2 separate regions of the Mus musculus genome follow, and region 1 is linked to region 2. The links are chromatin contacts, called in public promoter capture Hi-C maps. All regions are on one chromosome and are shown on one strand. Each heading gives the region's core, a stretch centred on a gene start, on an enhancer-like site or on the middle of the called end of the contact. The rest is flanking DNA. Distances are from core to core; before and after follow the strand shown.

Evidence for each region. Promoter capture Hi-C pulls out the DNA fragments that hold promoters and counts their contacts.
Region 1: a promoter capture Hi-C map of embryonic stem cells shows a contact between it and region 2, with 2.7 times the contacts expected there. The contact joins the promoter of Ston1 here to the enhancer-like site in region 2. A contact is called at or near these places in 2 of 39 promoter capture datasets (the C10 cell line and embryonic stem cells), 3 of 484 Hi-C or Micro-C datasets (embryonic fibroblasts, embryonic stem cells and forebrain) and 1 of 9 other capture datasets (embryonic stem cells).

What each region holds. Positions count from the first base shown.
Region 1 is chr17:88,625,105-88,628,221 of GRCm38.p6, reverse strand. Ston1 (stonin 1) reads right to left here and starts at 1,667. Exons shown (of 4, transcript NM_029858.2): 1 at 1,360-1,667. It overlaps Gm31704 (predicted gene, 31704), which reads left to right and starts at 2,723. Exons shown (of 3, transcript NR_166677.1): 1 at 2,723-2,866.
Region 2 is chr17:88,345,191-88,348,416 of GRCm38.p6, reverse strand. All of the region lies in intron 1 of Gm31615 (a long non-coding RNA gene), which reads left to right. Among named protein-coding and RNA genes, the nearest start is that of 1700116H05Rik, 39 kb to the right of the region's middle. Within about 2 kb of position 1,301, at least 11 of the 459 cell types and tissues checked have an H3K27ac peak or open chromatin away from gene starts, as enhancers often do. A contact at or near this core is called in embryonic stem cells, where this site is marked.

The sequences.
Region 1 (3,117 bases), core at 418-2,917, 280 kb before region 2:
AGAGACACAGAGAGAGATAGAGAGAGTAAGTGTGGGTGCGTGTGTGTGTGTGTCTGTGTGTGTGTGTGTGTGTGTGTGTGTATGTGTGTGTGTGTTCCCAGCATGCCTATGGCCAGTGGAAGCTCAATAATCAGCTAACACGGCCTGGTATACACAGAAGCAAATGAGAGACCCTACCTCAAACTGGGTGGAAGTCGAGGACCACCCAGGTTATTCTCCAGCCTCCACACTTAAAACAGGGCACTGACACCAGCACTCACATAGATAAACATGTAGGCATGCACACATGCACCATACATACAACCCACACACAAGATAAAAGCAACAATACCTTACCTTCAACAATAACATTATCACATGCCTTGCAGGTTCGAAGCTCTACTATGAAACATCATCTCTAAGACTATCCCAGGATAAACTTTCAAGTCAGAGGGAAACACTGCCTGTTCTTTCAGTCAGCTTTATCAAGCAGAGATCCTGTCTCATTTGTAAAGACATTTTCTACTTTTTCTACAAAAATCCGGCAAAAAGTACAGAACTCCATACATTGTTGATAAAATAACCTCAAGTGGACTTTTCTCCTTTTTCTAAAAGCTCTAAGCACACACACACACACACACACACACACACACATGCAGTTCAAAGAGTCATTGAATTTTAGCATTAAGAAGAAAGTGCGACTAACAAAACATTTACCAACAACTCTTGTCTAACAGCTGCACATAGGTCTCGTCTTGTTTAACACCCGGCGCTTCAGAGGAGTCAGAGAGGTTAAACTACTTGCCAAAAGTCACGCAGCTCGCAAGAGGCAGAACCTGGCTGAAACCAGGTCTGTTAGATGCCAAAGTCCAATACTCCCAAGATCCCTTTGACCTCCTGGCAGGGAGGTTGTCACTGCCACACCCTTCCTCAAGGAAACAGCTCCCAGCTGCCGAGGTCCCTCCCTAGAGCCAGGAACTAAAGAAGGGTGAGCCTGGAAAGAGTTTGTTTCTCACCTACCACAGGTGTCTTGGACCAACAAGCTTTAGGAAAGGCAAACTCTGGGACAGACACCCCTGCAACACCCCAACCCCCAACCCCAAGAGTCCAGCCACGATCAGGCTAGGCTCACTTCTGAGACTACCTTTATTAACTCAGGCCAACCTGCTTCCTGTCCCTACTTGACTGGCCCTTCAGAGCAGTCTTGGTGCACCAATTGCCCAAATTCTATCTTGCTCCTTACACAGTCCTTCCGTCCCCTCCGCACGGCCCAGGGTCCCTCTATTCTGCTGTTCTTTGCCCTCAGCTCTTCTAGCCCAGCTTCCTTTTCCTTGGCCTTTCCTCAGAAACCATTCAAGGAAGGAATGTACAAAGCTCTACCATCTCCTGAAGATTGTTGAAATCCGACTCGGGGGCCTTCAGCTGGTAAAGCCACATTCCGGATCATTTGTGGCTTTGTCTCCACGTCACTGCCGGTGTGTGGAGAGGAACAGACTCCTTTTACATGGTCCCTAATGTATACTCCTCCATACATTCCAGATGTTGGGGGAGGACAGACGCTGAAGCCGTCCATCCCTGGAAGCTATCAGCTGTACCCCATTGTCATGGTCAGGCAGACTCCCGCTTCAGCCTCTGGGCTCTTACCAAGGCTGAACTTCTCTGACTCTGGCTTTTTGCTCTGTAACAATGCTGAACAATCTAAAGAAAGAATGTCTTAGGGTCAATATCCGCTTGGCTTCATTGGCTGCCCTCCCAAATAAGGAACTCTCAGATTCCTGCATTCCAGACTCCTCCAAAGCTACTTTGTAACCAGATGGACCCTGGCTGCCTCAGTGAAGCCTCTCCTGTGTGCTCTGGGAGGGCTGGGACCCTCAGGGTTGGTACTCAGGAAGCCAAGCCCACAGTGAGGGCATTATGAAGAATTCCCCGCCCCCCCCCCTCAAAAAAAATTTGCTGTGATGGTGTGGTGACCAGTCCCAGGGAAGTTTTCCCTTGAAGAGTTTGAAACGAAAACAAAAGGAGCATGTGCGCGCCTTGCCCCCATCTAGGTCACTCCAAGGCCAAGGCAGCACGGGCCGTTTTATGAGCACATATGTTGCGCACCCCATACTATTCAATCACAGATGTGCAATATTTTATTCATGTGACAGGAAATACCATTTGCACAATATTAAACCACAGCCTAGTCTCCCAGCCTCAAAAATTATCAGCTTTGGTCTCAGCTCCATTCCCCAGCCCATCCCTCCCTTGTGGCCATTAGCCTCCCCATTTCCCAACTCTCTTCTAAAGCTTTTTCCTTATCTGTCCACTTCCTCGGTTTGGAGAGTAGTGACAGATGCTCTCTGACCAGACTCCTACCAAGTTCAAAGCCTGCTTCTAAAAGCGTCCCACCAACTGCCCATCAAGACCTGAGAGAATGTGAACAGTGTTTAAGTTTGCATCCTCATTTTAGGATGGCATAGCCTGCACACCCTTCACAGTGCCTGCCTGAGAAAACTCGGGGCTACCTAAAAACTGTGTGTATACACCAGCTCTGGAGACGGGGCCCTGGGCTCCAGGGGAGAGCAGGAGCTGACTCTGATGAAGCTAGAATATAACGATTCAAGGCTTCTATCGACCACCCGCTCCTGCTTTGTCAAGTCCAGCCTCCACTGCGCAAGTTCATCCTCCACTGCGCAAGTCCAGCCTCCACTGCGCAAGTCCAGCCTCCACTGCGCAAGTCCAGCCTCCACTGCGCAAGTCCACACTGAGCGGAGGGTAGCCGAGCTGGTGCTATCGTTCCCTTGCTCTGGTTACAGTCTCTTCTTCCTTCCCCTCACATGTGAGCAGAGAGCAAACCAAACTGCCCCCAAGAAGGGTCTTCACAGGAACAAAACTTTGGAGTTGGGTAGGGCATTATGATTTTAAATGGTATTGTTTGGGGAGGGGGAGGGGAGCTTGTCTGTTTGCTGTTGTATTGTTATCCTGATTCGTTGTGGTGCCAGGGGTAGAACTCATAACCCTACCTATGCTATGTTGGGTTGTACCCTCAGCCTTAAATTTTTATGTCTCACATCCTGACATTTGAAGAGATACTCAGCACTATCATACACACTACAGAAACTTGCAAAATGGAAGCCCGGAGCCTCAGTTTCTTAT
Region 2 (3,226 bases), core at 52-2,551:
CCCCATCCCCTGCCCCCTTCACTGTAATACATGAGCAGTTAGCTGGTTGTGAGTCGTTTGCTAATGAAATAATCACTCCCAAGAGTATTAGTTCTTTTTCTCATTGCTCTGGCAACATGCCTATCAGAAAGCCACTTGAGAGATGGTTTTCTTTGGCTTACAGTTGGAAGGGATACGGTCCTCCATGGAACTGGAGGCAACTGGTGTGATCCCTTCCGCTGTCCAGAAGCAGAATAAACAGAAAGGAAGATGGGACTATCAAACCTCAAGGCTCCCTCTAGTGACTCACTTCTTCAGTCTGGCCCCACTTATTAGAGCTTCCACAACCCTCCTTGAACAGCACTCTCAGCTGGGGACTATTGTGCTCAAGCACATGAACCAGTGTCTATGTTGGTATTTCACATTCAAACCTCGGGGGAAGTAACATATCATGCATAGCATGTACTTGTCGGTGCTAAAAGTAACAGTGAATGAAAAGGTTGAACTTGGGAGTAGGGGGATGAAAGTGGGGGGATGGGGATGGGGTATGGGAGTGGAAGGAAGTGGTGGGGGTGGCTCAGCAGCTAGGAGTACTTGCTGCTGGTGCAGAGGACAAAACAACAACAACAACAACAACAACAACAACAACAACCACCTAGACCAAACTGGTAGACTGTCACATGTACCTATAATCCTAGCACCTGGGAGGTTGAGGCAGAAAGATCATGCGCTCGCAGCTAGCTGCACAGCAAGACTGCAAAGGAGTTAAGGGTGAGGGTAGCCACTCATATTCAACATTTCAGAAAAGAGAATGGAAGGAAATTCAAGTGTGATAAGGAAGAGCTAAGCACAGATGTTAAAAAATATATTAAATTCTGTTTTTCCTTTCCCAGCCCCAGCTCCTGGAACAACAACTATGAGACTAGTTAGTCATTATTAAATGCCTAGGCCACAAACTTTGGCTCATCCCTGACTAGCTCTTCATGTTTTTAACCATTTAATCTACTCTATGTTTACCACTTGGTTAGTGACCTCTCCTTCAGTCCCAGCTGCTGCTTCTTCTCCTCAGCGGCTCCCTCTGCGTCTCTCCAGGTTCCTCTCCCTCCTGGTTTTCATCCATCTCTCCTCTGTCTCTGTCTCAATCTTTTCCTCTGTGGGAAATGTGTGACCTTAGAGAACATAAGGCGACCACTGAAAGACCTTGCTAGAATAGCATGCTGGGGACCTTCCGCTAGAAGTTTGTGGAGAACCCTCCCTTCCCAGAATGACCCAGCAAAACAAGCTTTACAAAAGCCCCTGAAAGGCAGGTGCAGATAATGACCTAGAATGTCTCACTTCCCTCTTCTGGGGACGAAGACCTCACCTCACCCAGGGCCATCAATGCTGCCTAGGGAAGGTCATGAAAAGACACTTGCCTCTCTGTAAGGGAGAGTCTAATTACCATTTCTAAAGGGTGGAAAGAGAAGGTCAGCTCAGGCCAACAATGGGCTTAAACCAACTCAAGTTGTTATCAAGGCCTGCCCTTAAACTGTATAAAAAGTGTGTGCTTGGGTTGCCTGTGCCTCAATCGAGGCAGGACAGCCCCTGGCACACCAGATCAATAAACTTCTTGATTATTTCATCAGTCTCCGTTTCTGTGAGTGGGACACCCTGGACATAAGGCTCGTTGGGTCTTACACCTCCATGGCTCTCTTTGAGCTCTTATTATTTCCCAGTCTTCTCTTTCTTTCTGCTAATGTTCCACCTCCTATTCCCTGCCACAGCTCAATGGCCATTGGCATTTTATTGACAGGTGATGCTTCTAAGAGATTCTTTCTATACCCAGAGTGTGGTATTACACTCAGTCTTCACAAGTTTCATTCTACAGATGTCAACACTGAGTACCAGTCGGGTAGGTGGGTTTATCTCAGTGTTTTCCCAGCAACTAGGTTCTGAGACTATGTATATCTCATTCTAAAGTCTGTACCCTTCTACATAGTTTACTAATTACTTGTAATCAAGAACTTGATAAATATAGATTATTATATTGCCTACATCTTTCATTTAATTGGTATCATCAGTCTTAGAACTATTCTAATATTTATAGCAATTAAGAATGTTCTTGCCGCCCTTATAACAAATCCATAATTTTCCTCACAGCTAGCTGCTCTTGGCTAGACCCTGTTGGAAGTTAGAACATGAAGAGCTAAAAGGCAAGATATTTGAAGTTTTCCACCAGAGTTGGCAAGATGGCTTATTGGGTTAAGGTGCCTGCTGCCAGGCCTGAGAGAGAGAACTGACTCCCACAAATTATGCTCTGACCTCCGTGTGGGCACCGAGGCTCATGGATGTGCATACTATTGCTATTTTAAAAGAGAATATTTGCTTACTCATGTATCAATTCTACAACTTCTTCTGGTACCCTTTTGCTGATGGTAGACAGAAAAAAAAGAGGTGCATAAACTCAGAAAGGCCACCGCTTGAAGTGGGACATCACACATCACCAGATAAGCTTGGTCCGAGGTTGCTTATTATCTTGTGTATTGGTTGGTACACCCTCCATTGTCCTTGCTTTGAAACAACTATGTCAAAAACACCTCTCCATTTCTGTAGACTGGGCTGTCTGGCGTGTCTTTTTCAAGGGAGTCTTCTGTGGATCATTAATATGCAAAGCAGATAAGAGATTTAAAAAGAAAAGCTACTGCTGGCTGCAGTGGGAGTCGGTAGGCAGTCAACTTCGGCAGTCAGCTTCGCCCCAGTCTGAGAGACTCCGAGAGGTTGGACCCTCCTTAAGGCCTTCTACAGAATTGATGAGTAAGACGGTCCCTAAGGTCCCCGCCAAGTCTAAAATTACGGAACCAATGACTCTGTTGGGTATATGCTGGTTTTGGTATTGCTGTGGAAACCAGGCATCTCCAACAAGGGGGAAATAGCAGTAACTGCCTTTCTCTGGGAACATCTGGTCTGGAAATGAGAACATCTCAGCTCTGGTCCCTGCTCGGCCACTATTTAAGTCTATTACCTTAGCTGCTGTTTCCCCATCTACGAAACGCTCATAAACCATTCCCTGCCTGCTTTATTTTTAAATGTATCTGTTAGCGAAGTTTTAAATTCCCTTCAACAAAAATTAAACTAGTATACAGTCTTAAAGTCTTGCCTTCGGGGATGTGCGGAGGTTGATTCTTCACTCTGAAGTTGGAGCTATATAGTTACTACCTCTGTTGAAACTGGTGGTAAAACCCAAAGCGTGGCGCACGGGCCCCATGGG